2 separate regions of the Rattus norvegicus genome follow, and region 1 is linked to region 2. A link is a contact called in public Hi-C data. All regions are on one chromosome and are shown on one strand. The core of a region is the stretch at or near the end of the contact, and the rest is flanking DNA. Distances in the headings are between cores, read along the strand shown.

Evidence for each region. Hi-C and Micro-C count contacts between places; a contact is called where the count stands out from the background.
Region 1: a contact with region 2 is called in a Hi-C map of liver, with 2.2 times the contacts expected there. The contact joins the promoter of Sox9 here to the enhancer-like site in region 2. A contact is called at or near these places in 4 of 12 Hi-C or Micro-C datasets (kidney, liver and mammary epithelial cells).

The regions. Positions count from the first base shown.
Region 1 is chr10:98,300,290-98,307,659 of GRCr8, forward strand. Sox9 (SRY-box transcription factor 9) reads left to right here and starts at 5,455. Exons shown (of 3, transcript NM_080403.2): 1 at 5,455-6,198; 2 at 7,020-7,273. The coding sequence starts at 5,768.
Region 2 is chr10:98,246,098-98,253,563 of GRCr8, forward strand. No RefSeq gene overlaps it. Among named protein-coding and RNA genes, the nearest start is that of Sox9, 56 kb to the right of the region's middle. Within about 2 kb of position 4,539, at least 3 of the 93 cell types and tissues checked have an H3K27ac peak or open chromatin away from gene starts, as enhancers often do. A contact at or near this core is called in liver, where this site is marked.

The DNA.
Region 1 (7,370 bases), core at 4,205-6,704, 55 kb after region 2:
ATTGGCTTTGCCCCTCGACATTAAGGTGGATGGGGCTAAGGACGTTCCCTCCTTGGGCTCAGTGAAGCTGGTAGTCCCGTGAGCTTAACAAGTACCCAGAGAGAACCCATGTCTTCATGACTGTTCTCTCAACCGCCACTCCCCAACTAGGAAAGAGAGCGAAGTAGTTTCCAGCTCTAGGGCGACCTGCCTCTCCCACCGGTTGTAACATTGTCTCTCCTAAAGAGAGGGACAGGACTTAGCACGGTGTGGTGGTCCATTGTCTACCTGCTTTGGAGATGGAGGCAGGGGGACCACAAGGTTGAGGTTGGCTATACAGTGAGCTCCAGGTCAACCTGGGATACATAAGACCCTGTCTCAAAAAGAAGAGGGGGGTGGGGCAAAGAGGAAGGGTCAGAGAAGGAGGAAGAAGAGGGGAGGGAGGGGACAGAAGGAAAAGGAGGAGGTCCCTGTGACATTTACAACACCATTTTGTGATGTCAAGGTTCACAGGTGACCACTACTGGCCAGTGAGCAGGCACTCTGGTTAAAATGCCACTCACTCCCTGAGTGACGTTTCTTCTGACTTAAGACTGACCTGGTGACATTAGACTTAGCCACATCCTTAGGACAGAAGGATCCCTGGAGTTCGGGCCAAGGAACTGGGGGCTACTGACTTCTACTCGTCCTCTTGGGGTCTTTCTCTCGTCACCCTGAACCCAAGGCAGATCCTAAAAGCAGATGGGAGGACCCTCAACTTAGCCCAGGCTAATCTTAGGGGAGAAAGAAAGGGAGGAGCTGGCTGCAGGCTGGCTTTCTGAGTTCTGTTGAAATGGGAGTCTCTGGGAAACAGATTCTCCTTACCCAAGGTGATTTGCCTTCAGGATGGGGAGGTTGGGGTTGTGTGGTAAAGGTGTGCCCTCCCTTTCCATAGGTTGATAGACACCTTTAAGGATATCCGGGAAAAACTCACCCTCCTATTGGGAGCCTGGAAGAGGGACAAGCGGGTAAAACAAAACTGTTGTCGTGGGGTTCACCTTCCCTTAGGAGACCCCATAAAACTATTCTCAGGAGCCTGGCCCTTCTGGTGAGCCCCTTTCCTGGGACTAAACACCTTTGCTCAGAAAGATTGCTAGGTGGAATAACTGATGGAAACCTCCAAGACCCAATGAGCCCTGGGGGGCTGAAGCGAGCCTGAGGCTCCAACTGGCAGAGCAGAGAGCCTGCTTCTTAGGAGGAGCCTCCATAGTGAGAGCTTCCTTTATTTTTATTTTTAAATTAACCCTGCAAAGCACCTTTAGCTAAGAGGATGGGACATCTTGAGTTAAGACCAGGAAATTGACCACAGGGCATTCTAGGTGCTGGTGGAAGGAATTTGTCCCAGGCACCACCTCTAAGGAGACATTTTTTTGGGAAACCAAGAATGAGGGCTGATTGCTTCCTCTTGGGATGGTTGTCTCTGGAGAGGGATGTCTCTTGAGAGAGAGGCAAGCTCCCATCCACCCCAGGCCTTTTCCAGGTAGTTTAGTCTCTGGTCTTCATACTCCCCAGAGGTGGGAGGTCCCTCTGGGTTACAGTCACCAGGTGCCTCAAGAATTGACTGGTAGGTGTGTGGGTGGGGTAGGGGGCGGACAGAACAGAGGCAGACAGGCTATCACGCTCCCTCATCAAATACAAAAGGGACAGAAAGTTAAAATGTCCCTTTCAGGGGACATTTTAAGCATACATTCAAGCATACATTTGCAGAGGCGGTTAGGGAACACGTTGCTGGGAGGTCTGACTGCTGAGCTCACACAAGCAAACAGCCCAAAGGCCGCACTTATTCAGATATTTATTGCTTACCTACAAATCTGCTACTCTGCCTCTTTTCCCCTTGCCGCCCCATGTTGCTACAGCCATCCAGCCCAGCGCCTGCCCGGGCTTACCTGGCTCTCCCTTCCCAAAGGAAATTGTGGCTGGAAAAGCAAAGAACAAACATTGCATGCCTCAGCGAAAAAATGGAAATCACGGAAGAGCGTCTGGGAGCCCTGGGCATGGGGACCTCATGTCCAGCCAGAAGCAGAAATCCTGCGAGATTATTTCGTGTGGACGCAGTCCTGGAACTGTAAGACCTAAGAAATGGGGTGTCCCTTTCATGGACTTTGAATGTTGCCAGGGGTCGAAGTCTTCCTGGGAGGGGTGCAACTGTTAGCCCGCACTGAACTAGTATTTCCTAGAAGTTGGGACCCTGTTGAAAATGGCTTTAGACAAGGTCCCCACCTTGCTAAGGACTTTTGGAGTAGGGAAGGCTTTAGTCCCTAATTCTTCGTGTGGAGAGAGTGCACGTAGCTGAGCCTTCACACCCTCTGTCCACAGGAGCTGGATCCTCTCTAGGGCACACAGCATTCCCCCTACCCCCTCCACCTACCCCTGTCCCCGTTTGTGCTGGTAGGAGGGGAGATCAACAGACCTCCACCAGGGAGATTGGGCCCTGTACCGCTGGAGAGAGAAAAGGTGGGGGGATCCCAGATGAGGACTTCCCAATAACTTCTCTTGGGATCCACCTCAACTTTTCCATCCCTCACACCCAGGAGACTGCAGACCCCACAGCATCCACCTCCAGAGAGGAGGTTCTGGCTAGAACAGAGCAGCAGCCTCTTGCTGGGTCAGTAATCTAAACACAGTCCGCACCAGGGTGCTTCCCCTTCCTCAAGCTGAGGTCCACTGGCCTGAGGAATGCCAGATTCTGCCAGAATCAAGTCAGGAAGAGGCCTGGGTGACAGAAAAAGTCAAGTCACAGTGGACTAAGCCCCTGAAGGGCTTCTGGGAGTGGGCTTTTCACGTTCAGCCACTCTTAAACTGAGGTGCCTGACAGACAGCCTTCGCCTGATCATGGCACACAAGATAACTCTTGGCACCTGGAGAATAAGGGGCACCACACACACACACCCGCGCCCCTCAACTCTCACTCTCCAGGTTGTAAATGAGAAAGCCTGGGCATCTGCAGTGCCTTCCCCGCCCCCAACTCCCTGTAGACAAGCACTTCCCTGGTCCCCTGAACGAGGCTGCACGCAGTCGAATCCTCACAGGAAAGAATAGGAGTTGGAATTCCGGTAGAGATAAGTCTCCTCCTGGAAAGACCACTGACTGCGAGCAACGCACCACTGCCACCTCCCCCACCCCGGGGCCCCTGCCCGTTCACCGCAAGGAAAGTTTTCCAGCAGTTTCTCAAAAGTTCCAGACAGTTTCTGGGCTTTTGGCGCCCCCTCTGGATGTTGCCGAAAATTGCAGTGCAATTTTCATTTCAACTTGTTTAAAAAGTTAACACCCCCCCCCAAAAAAAAGACTCAAGAATATAAAAACGCTTGCGTGGAGGCATAGAAACATGTAAGACGTTTCATGATTTAAAATGTCGTAGCACATTACATCTCTGCATATGTTGTATTAAGGGTAAATGTAAGTATTCATGAACAAATACTCAATAAAATATTTCAAAATGCCTTATAAGGCCACTGTCGTTCTCGCTGCCTTTAGAAAACGTGGTAATTACAACAAATTACAACTCGCTGGTTTAATACATCTGACAGTGGTCCCTGGTCTCTTCAATCGGTTTGAGGATCACATAAATACCTTCATCCCAGAGCACAGAAAATCCGCCCCCCAACTCTGAAAAAAAAAGATATATTTTCTTACACATTGTGAGATACGAATAGATGGCTATTGTCTGTACGTCTCTTAAGCTCGTAAACAGACTATAGGGTGGTAGTGACACAATGCGAGTAACATTCGTTTGAAAAGAAACCCGACCGAACCGAGTCGTAGCTTACTGTTTTCCCGAGTTCCTTTCCCTAAATAACAAATGTCCACTTCGGAAGAAAACGAAGGGGAACGAGCTTTTCAAAAGCACCCCGAAGAAAAAATTCGTTTATATCTAAGTGTCCACACTTAGCAAATTGGAGGGTAGGAACCTGTCTTCGCTAGAACACAGGCCGGTTCACTTTATCAATAATTTAATAAGTCCAAAGCGAAGTTTTGCAAGAATCAGAAAGGGGTGCTTAAATGAATTTGTTTATCTTTTTTTTTTTACACCGTTGTGAGTTTGTTTGTGGTTCCGAGGGCATGTCGCCCGATGGCAACTAAGATTTTTTTATTCGTTCCAGAAAAGATAATTCCTCCCTTATCCAACTTTGCTCTAAGAGTTTGAATAAACACGGATCTTCGGCTCCAAGCACTCTTAAAGTACAACGGACACCTACGTGGCCTCCCCCAGAACGCCCACCTGTGTGCAGGTCTAAAAGGACGCGACTAAAGTTCAGACGCCTAGCGCTTCGCCTTCCCAGGTTATCTGGTAAAGGAAGGCCCAAGCGAGGGAGTCACAAGGCTCCGCCAAAGTGGCCCGTTTTGTCTGGAGTCTCCAGTCCAAGTCAAGGGCCTTCTCGGCCTCACCGTCCTGCGCTGCCACCTTTGCAAACTTCACTCTCAACACCGGAGCAGTTTTTGCAAACTCCAGTAGCGAACCTGATGGTGTTTGTGACTCAGCCAGGAGGCTAGAAACAAAACTCTAAAGTAATAATCCTGACTCCAAGGGGCGTCAGAGTGCTGGAGGGGCCGGGGAAGGACTTGTCAGTTCAAGGTCGGCGTGGCCCAAGGGACCGGCCGCTAGAGCCCGGGACTGCGCGGTCCCCGCCGCCAGCTTTCGCCGGTGCTTGGCTTTGGTTTTCATTGATTCCCACTGCGAGAGCGCAGCAGAATCTCCAGCCACCACCACACCGGCCTCGGTGAACCAGAGCGCGTTAATCTATTTATATGGATTATTACAGAGAACAGCGGGCGTTGAGTCACCCAAACATTTGCTTCCAAAAGACAATTTCTAAGCACTTTTTGGGAAGCCGGCAGACTCCAGGCGCAGAAGCTGAGCTCCGCTTTGACGAGCAGCTGTTGCAATTTCCATTGCTGTAAACGCCAGCAAAGTCCCGGGTACCACGGAGACAGCATCGAAAAAGTAGTGGACTGTGGTGGGGGGGGGGGCGGGAGGGATAGTGGGAGGGGGGTCCTAGTCTAGACATGCGCGCGTACACACACACACACACACACACACACACACACACACACACACACACACAAGGAGACCGTTCCAAAACTGTGACATTCGGAGAGTAGAGAGCAAACTTACACACTCGGACGTCCCGGGTCCCCCGCCTGCCCCGCGCCCCCCCCCCCAAGTCCCCTCACCCCACCATCCCCATCCACCCTCCGGCTGAGCTTCCCTCCCCTCTCCTCCCCTCGAGTCTCGTCACCCAACCCGGAGCCACAATCCTCCCCCCACCCTTTCAAAATCCGGTCCAATCAGCGACTTGCCAACCCTGATGACTGCCGAGCCGTGATTGGTCCGAGGTCTCTAAGGTGAAGGGGGAGTATTTATTAAAGAGACTCTGGGCTGGGAGCCGGAGAGCTGAGAGCGTTGCTCGGAACTGTCTGGAAACTTCAGTGGGAGCGACAACTTTACCAGTTTCGGTCCAGGAACTTTTCTTTGCAAAAGAGACGGGGTGCAAGTAGCCCTGGTTTCGTTCTCTGTTTTCCCTCCCTCCTCCTCCGCTCCGATTCGCCTTCCCCGGGTTTGGAGCGGGCAACTGAGCACTGGCCACCCAGCGCCTCTGCTAAGTGCTCGCCGCCGCAGCCGGGTGACGCGCCAACCTCCCCGGGAGCCGTTCGCTCGGCGTCCGCGTCCGGGCAGCTGAGGGAAGAGGAGCCCCAGCAGCCGCGGCTTCTCTCCTTTCCCGGCCACCCGCCCCCTGCCCCGGGCTCGCGTATGAATCTCCTGGACCCCTTCATGAAGATGACCGACGAGCAGGAGAAGGGCTTGTCTGGCGCCCCCAGCCCCACCATGTCGGAGGACTCGGCTGGTTCGCCCTGCCCCTCGGGCTCAGGCTCCGACACGGAGAACACACGGCCCCAGGAGAACACGTTCCCCAAGGGCGAGCCGGATCTGAAGAAGGAGAGCGAGGAAGATAAATTCCCAGTGTGCATCCGCGAGGCGGTCAGCCAGGTGCTGAAGGGCTACGACTGGACCCTGGTGCCCATGCCGGTGCGCGTCAACGGCTCCAGCAAGAACAAGCCACACGTCAAGCGGCCCATGAACGCCTTCATGGTGTGGGCGCAGGCTGCGCGCAGGAAGCTGGCAGACCAGTACCCGCATCTGCACAACGCGGAGCTCAGCAAGACTCTGGGCAAGCTCTGGAGGTGAGCGCGCGGGCTGCCACGGAGGGCTCAGTGGCTACCCGGGACGCGGGCTGCACTTACCGACCCCGCCCCGCCTCCCTGAGTTGTGCATCCTGGGGTCTTCGGTCCAGGATGCAGGGCGGGGAGGGCGGGGAGGGCAGGGAGGGCTGGGGGGGGGGGGACGCAGCTCAAAGTTTGAGAAAGTTCTTGGGATTGCTCTTAGCGATGGCGGGGAGTTGGGGGGTGCGCGGTGGAGAGTGGCGTGAATGTAGGAATGTAGTGGGGAGTGAGGGGGTGTGCCACCCCGGTCCTCCTTGAAAGGAACAATTAGAGGAAGCAAGCCCACCTCCCCCCCCCCCCCGGCCAACTGCGCTCTTTCCTGGGAAGACCGAGTGAAGGGAAAGTGTAACTGAGACCGGAGTAGACCCAGGCAAGAATTGGGGAAAGCTACTGAGAACTGGTAGGGGCGTGGATCGACAGAGCGAGCTTCTTGCAATTTAAGTGGGTTTTCGGAAAGTTTTTACTGCGTGTTGGGAGGGGTGGACCGCTCCGGTAGCAAAGGCGTTTAGAGCAGCCTCAGCAGGGAGCTATTTTCGTCTACTGGGCTTCCAAAATAGGAGGCCCGGGAGGGGGCGGGGCGGGGCGAGGAGTGACCGCTCAGGTCGACTCCGAATACTTTTTTAAAAAAAGAAAGAAAAAGAAAGAAAAAAAAGTTCTGAGTCTCCGAGGAGGATGGAAAGCAGACAGAAGGGAGGAGGGGTATTGCGCGAAGGAGGGGTGGGGACCTGACAGCTCCCAGGGTTTCATTGACCCCCCCTCCCTCTTTACTTCTGCCCCCCCAGACTGCTGAACGAGAGCGAGAAGAGACCCTTCGTGGAGGAGGCGGAGCGGCTGCGCGTGCAGCACAAGAAAGACCACCCCGATTACAAGTACCAGCCCCGGCGGAGGAAGTCGGTGAAGAATGGGCAAGCAGAGGCCGAAGAGGCCACCGAACAGACTCACATCTCTCCTAACGCCATCTTCAAGGCGCTGCAAGCGGACTCCCCGCACTCCTCCTCGGGCATGAGTGAGGTGCACTCCCCGGGCGAGCACTCCGGTGAGCAAGACGCGAGTGATCCCCCAGGCCTGGCCACTCCGGGCTCCTCCTTAGCCCCCCCCCCCCAACCCCGAGAAATATCTGGGTAGGAATCTTG
Region 2 (7,466 bases), core at 3,289-5,788:
GCAGAAGACGCTCTGCACACATTCCGGACCTGCATGAGTCTGTCCTTGCGTGGCACCGCACCACCCTCAGTGACAAGGAAGTTTTAATGAAGGGAAATAAAAGGCAGAAAGCTGATTGGTGGCCCTATAAGACACTCTTAGAAAGTGTGTCCATAAGGAGCCACAGTTCTAGTGCTTTATTATCAAAATACGAAAAACAAAAATCAGGCTGGTGGTGTAATTGGAACAAAAACCTGTTCACCAGCATTCCATGGCTGGATCACACGGTGGAAGGAGAGAACTGATTTCAGAAATTTGACCTTTGAACTCCACATGTATGCCCAGGTACAGGTGCCAACACTAACACACACACACACACACACACACACACACACACACACACACACACTGATACTAATAAATGAAATGACTTTTTTCATTTTAAAGGAAAAGAAAAATTTATCAAAGATAGGGGAAAGAAGGTGGAGGGAGAGAACATTGAGAGAGGAGACGTCTTGAACGTCTGTGAGTGTGGAATGAAGATCCTCACGCGGGTCATCTCATCCCATCTTACAAAGTCTGCAAGATGGGGCAGCAGTGCTCGGGACAGCATTGTTTATAAAGAACTGAAAGCCGCTGGGAGTGACTGAGCCCTTATAAAGCTCTGTCACCAGACCCTCAAAGCCACGCATAAAAAGTTGTAGGTTGAAATGAGGCAATGTTCAAGCACAACAAGAACAGATATATGCAACTTGTATGCTTAATGGAATTGTCAGATATGTGTACCTTTGGTTTACATGTGTGTGTGTGTGTGTGTGTGTGTGTGTGTGTGTGTCTGTGAGTGTGTGTGTCTGTGTGTCTGTGTAGAGCAGCACCTATTAATGTATCCCATTATGCTGTTGTAGATGAGTGAAAGGGGCCATAAACATGTTTTCTTTCCTGTGTTTTTCAATTCTTTTACAGTGAGCATCATTTTTATAATCAGATGGCCCAATCACTTAATAGAAATAGCTTATTTTTCACTTAATCTTGACCCGAATATCATAGCATACTTAAAACAGTGTCATGAAAGGAATCACCGAGACCAGAGGTCATGATAGTTATATGGTAGCCATGGAAGTTACAATTAAAGAACATTTATGCCATGCTAACAAGTGTTCTGGTGCTATCAATAGTGAAGCACTAATCAGACATTCATAACAATACATAAATAGATTGATAAATAAATAGATAATTAATACATAAAGGAATACATTCCAACTATCTACAATTATTTATTTATTTCAACTCTGAAAACAATTCAACACAATAACATAATTTTATTGTTGTTTAGAGTATTTGGGGACTATCTTTGGAAATGATATAAATCACATGTGTTATTCCTACACACACACACTCTCTCTCTCTCTCTCTCTCTCTCTCTCTCTCTTTCTCTCTCACTCTCTCTCTATATATATACACATATATCTTTATATATGTATATATATTTATATATATATGAACATTAAGTTGGACACTGTAGCATGTCTTATTAACCATTAGTAACCCTCACATAATAATCTCAAGATAAAGAGTGTTATAAACGTTTTAATAGGAACATATGGTGCAGGGAAATTGACAGAATCAAGCCTTTGAAGCACGGTTGTGTTTCTCTAAAACAGAGTCATAAAAGGCTGTAGAAAATGAAGACAGATTGGGCAGAGCAGTGCCTCCTCACTACTGCGAGGCCAGGCCCACTTTTAGTCATAGGGAAATGAGCCTTCCTTCCCTCTGATAACCTCTGCACCAGTGAATAGCCCAGCTGTGCCTCACCTGTGGTCTGCGGACTCATGGTCAAAGAGTGGAGAAGTGCTAAGGAGTAGTCACAAGAACAGTGGCCTATGATGCCAGGAGACTTGGCTTGACTTGGCAGCTGTAACTAGTGCATATTCTAAGGACATTTGCAATTAGATCCATGACTTTAACTTTAGGTAAGAGGATTGTATTATCTAAAGGACTCTGTCCTGCTACACATGTCCTGATGTGTTCCCAATGAAGACTATAGACTCTTTTCCTTGGAATATTATCATAAACAAGGGAGATACTAAGATACACGTGAGCCACACTTCTTGTCCTTAAGCTAACACCAAACATAAGTACTGTATTTGAGTCACGTGGGTCCTAATAGACATTAATCAAGGTGCCCTAACTTTGTGACACTCTTGACACTGAGAATCAGGTCACTCTGCTGTCTGGTGGAGGTGGGGATTTCTTGTGCATTAATTGTCTTCAGTAGTGCAGATGGTGTCTACTCACCAAGCTACCCCAGATAAGAACTGGGCTAGGTAGACCTAAATCTTTGCTCTCCGCCTCCACTCCCAAGTAATTCTGTGTGCTAAAGTCCCTCAACCAGAAATGCAACACGATTATAAGCTCAGTACTTTAGAGTGGCGCTTGTTCCCTCTGTCATGACCCTGCAGTCTACAGAGAAGATTAAACAGTAGGAAGACGGTTTCCCTGCTGGAGAAACACCTCCCCGAAAAGACTTACAGGCCATTCTGTTCAAGAACCATTGGGTTCTTTGAACCTCTGCTTTATCAACGACACACCCAAACATTTGATTAACTGCCTGGAAGTTTAGGGAGTTATCTTCTTCCCAAAGGGCATTTCAGCTAACCCATGGCAGAATCACCCAAAACATTTCTATGATCTCCCACGATGCATCGCAACTCTGACCACTGGCTGGGCTTGAGATGGTATCAAAGTTAGCCCTCTATGCCACTCTGGTGCCACCTGGAAACAGTTCCTCTGTAGTTGGAATCTAATCTACAGGCTCAGTGAAGGGCGATAGAGTTAGAAATCACAGAAGACATCGGTGCAATAAAGGAGCAAGGGAGACCACTTGCCGTGATTTCACTGGACTCAAGTTGGGTAAGGCTACTTAAGAGCAGACCCAAGTCAGAGCAGAGTGGGTCTCCACTACAGAAAGCAGACAGATCCGTTCATAGTTGAAAGAAGAGTGTGTCCAATCAAACCTAAGTCTCAGGCCAATGGCACCACCCGTGCTATATCTCTCTGAGGAAAAGAATAGCTGTCTCCGAAAGAATTTGTTTAGATGTCATTAACTTGAAAAAAAATAAACTCTATAGGTCTTTTGGGTTTGTTGTTGTTGATGATTTTGAATATTTGGAGTGGAGAGCTGGCTTACTCTGAAGACATCACAAAGACCAGTCGAACACGAAAAACACACACACACACACACACACACACACACACACACACACACACCCCTCACTAAATTCCACATATGAGGGGGAAAAACCAAAAGTGACTTATCTTCTTTCCTTTATTGTTGCTCTTTTTTTTTAAGTGAAGATACAAAATAGAGGAATTTCTCATTGTGACCTTTATTTTAAGATGGGGTCTTGTGTAGCCCAGGCTGATTTCAAACTTACTCTGTAGCGCCCTTGGACTCCTAGTCCTCCTGCCTCTTAAGCTGAGACTACAACATTTACTACCATGCTCAGATTATGTGAGAACTGAACCCAGGGCTCCCTGTATTCTGGAGAAACACCAGCAACTGAGCTACAACTCCGCCCATGAGAATGTTTCAGAAATTATATATTGTTGTAGCTTTCTTATACCCCACTTCCCTTTTCCCTCTCCTGCTAGTGATTCTAGCCATGTTGCCAAATATTCTGTCTTCTGTCTTCCTCCTCTCTCTCTCTCTCTCTCTCTCTCTCTCTCTCTCTCTCTCTCTCACACACACACACACACACACACCTTACTAAATTCCACATATGAGGGGAAAAAAAACAAGAACTTTTTTAATTCCCCCCTCACCCTCTTTTCTTCCCATTCCTCTCTCCCTTTAAACTCCCTACTCCTCAAGCCCTCAAGGTGCCCCCCTTGTAAGTCATACATACATTTAAATCCAGATAAAGGTGGATTATCGTTAATCCATCTGATTATCCTCACTTCCCCTGATCCTTCCTCTCTCTACAAACCATCCCCTGCTGTCATTTATCAAGACTGGCGTGATTCTGTGGAATTCCACTCATTTTTCATCAGGGCTCTGACCTCCCCCAACCTCACAAGCTAGGCACATCCTGGGAGAGAGCCCATGCCAGGCACGGGGTGGGGGAGGAAGCAATCAATGAGTTAGGACTTTCCCACACTTAAGGGATCGATTTTATCAGTGTTTGGACATTGGGTGTCAAGGCTGGTCACCCAAGGGGAAGCCAAAGGTTGAAGACTGCAGGGGGTGGACCCCAACAGCAGGCAGCGGCAGGCTTCAATCCCAGACCATCTCCTGGACCGGACTCTAATACCTGCTTCATTCAAAGGCACCTGCAGCCTCCACTCAGATCTGAAAAAGACTCCGGTTAAGTCACAATCACTCAAAGAAATAGAAATCTAGAAAAAGCCTCTAGAAAAAGCCTTGAGCTCTACCTCGGTGACTACACTGGGATTGTCCAGCCAGTCGCCGAGTCTCTCTCCGTTAACATGGCTCTCTATCCCAGTAATGCCTCGTCCAGATCGTCTGCGTTTCTTTTCCCTTGGCTGTTCTCAGGACAGTGATGAGAACTGCTTTCATCAGAGGTGAACGGAAGGTGAAACCCAAACCGGTCCGGCTGCTCCCTGGGAGCATGTTTGAGCCCAGCGGCTGCAGCCCGCTGGAGACCCCAGCTCCCCGTCCTTCCCTGCTACTTTGGAGACCCCAGCTCCCCGTCCTTCCCTGCTACTTTCCCTCTTGCAACTGCACTCTGTACCTCCGGGCAGTCCGACCCCCACTGTTCTCACCTGCTCAGAACCCCTGTCTAGAGTAGGGCTCAGAACCCATAAAACTGCCTCCGGTGTGTTCTAGTGAGTTAGCAGTGACCCTCAGCTGCGATCCCACTGTGGGAAACAAAGTGAGGGAGGATAAGACAGGCGTCTTCACCACATTTGTCTCCACATCTTTAGGTCCCGGGGTGGTACCGTGAACTGCACACACTAGACGAACTGTAATAATCGCTAAGTGTGTGGGGCTGCAGATTTCCTCTAAACAAGGTATTTCCTGGACTGGGAGATAAATCAGCCGCCGAAGTGCTCGCCTTGCCAGGATAAGGACCTGAGTTCGCCCCCTTAAGAACCCATGTTTAAAAAAAATAAAATTATTTATTTATTTATTTATTTATTAAAAAAAACACTAAAACAAAAGAGAATTAGACAATCCCAGTGCTGGGGAGGCAGAGACAGGCGGAGCCTGGGTCTCGGGACACCCAACTTAGCTTATTTGGTGCTTCAGGTCCATGAGAGACCCTGGCTCAAAAGCACTATAGACAGCACTTAAGGAAGAACAGCCTAGGCTGACCTCTCTCACACACATACATATACATGTACATACACACACCTGCAACACACACATACACATACATGTACATACACATACACACACACCTGCACCACATACATACACACATACACACATACCTGTACCACACATACATACATACACACACACACAACACACACACCTGAACCACACACACCTGACCCACATACGTATACATATACACATACACACATACCTGTACCACACATGCATACATACACACATACACACACCCACAGCACACACACACATACACACACCCAAAACACACACACACATACATATATACACACACATAAACACACACCTGTACCACACACGCATATACACACATACACACACATGCATGTACATATACACACCTGCAACACACACACCTGAAACACACACCAACACACATACACATATACATGCATATGCCTGTATCACACACACACACTGTATCACACATATATGCACTACATCACACACATACACATACGTACACAAGCTACTCCCACATACTTTTTACTCCCAAGTCCAGAAATCAGAAATCTGATTCGCATGTGTGATCCATGTATATATACATTCAGATGCTGCAGAAGCCCAATATGCTGATTGCTGTACCTAAAACTATGACACTGGCATTTCCCCCCGCCACTCCACCAGTTCTCAGTTTTCTGCCTGACCACTGCCTGCAGCCCCGCCTCAGCCACTCTGCAGTTTCTAGTACCTACACAGCTGGATGAGGGGCCCAGGCATCACCACCCACAATTCTGCATTCTGCAATCTCTCCCTTCCCACACCAACCCACTCTCTCTGCCCCAAGCAAGAAGGCTATGCAAACGAAAAACTGGTCTAGGAAACGCAGGTCCCAGTGACTCAGAAACCAGCTCAAGGCCATACCTCTATGACCTGTGAGCTTCCCATTAATTCAGCCTTTTCCTGATACCAGCTGTCAGCAAGAATGACTGGCCTGTCCTCTGCTGACCACAAATGTCCTGCATACCTCTCTTGAGTAGTAAGGCATTGTTTCCCAGCTCCAAAACTTCCCAGACTCTCCTTTGGGGTGCTAGGGGGAATTCTGAGAAGTGTCATTTTCCCATGGCCGGTTGTTTTCTGATCAGTTCTGAAAAGGGTCAAGGGGGAGACTAAAGGCTACAGAAGGGGGAGCCCAGGGAGGGGCCTCTCTGGTTAAAGTTCTTGCTGCGCAATTGTTACCCGGATGTTTGCATACCCAGAACCACTGAAATGCTAGGAGGTGTGGTGATCCTCTCATAGCCCCATCCTTACAAGGGGTGGAGGGGTCCTCAGAGCAAGCTGGCATACAAGACATTTATCAGCAAGCTCTGGGCTTTCCTGAGAGACTCTGCCTCAATGAATAAGGTCGAAAGGAGGCCAAGGATGATTCCCAACATCAACTTCAGGCCTCTACATGGGCATGTGCACATGCATGTACATAATCGAGCTCACGTACACGTAAAAGGATGTGTACACAGGCACAACACATACGCATGAAAAATGAAGGAAGAGTGTGTTCCCTTCTTGGAGCTTCTTTCCCAGTCCCACTGGCAACCCCTACTCCCAGCACTTCACCCCACAGCAATAGGCAGAGGAGGCCTCCACCTCCCTGAGCCAACATCATGTGATTTCTCAGAGTGGGAAGGGAAGGTACAAGCTCCAGAAAGCAATATGGCTTCTGCCTCAGAGGTGAGAACTACAACCCAGAACCTCCCTCCAAGCCCCAAGAGACAGCATCAGCAGCTGTGCAGATGGACTCCCCACACCCCAAAGTGTCTACCCCAGGGATGTAGGAACCTTCCTAGGATCCTGTAGATCTCGAGAGCCCCAGTGGCTCCCCTTGCTCCATGGTTCTAGTGTTATTCTGCTGCTACCATTTCAGTCTCTCAGCCAGCCAGCACTCCAACCGATTCCCTCGACCAAGCTCTCCCTGATGAAATGACTAGAGTGGGTTTCGATTTTCCTGCTTGAACCCCCTGCTTACTAGTCTACCTAAAATAATCTCTCGTGCCTGTCACCCAGTAGAGAAACCTGAGGTTGGACTCAACGTCGCCGGAGGATCAAGGATCATCCTGGCTTTAATTCCCACAGACACTGCCTTCACCAATTGCACCAGAGATACGTGAAAGAT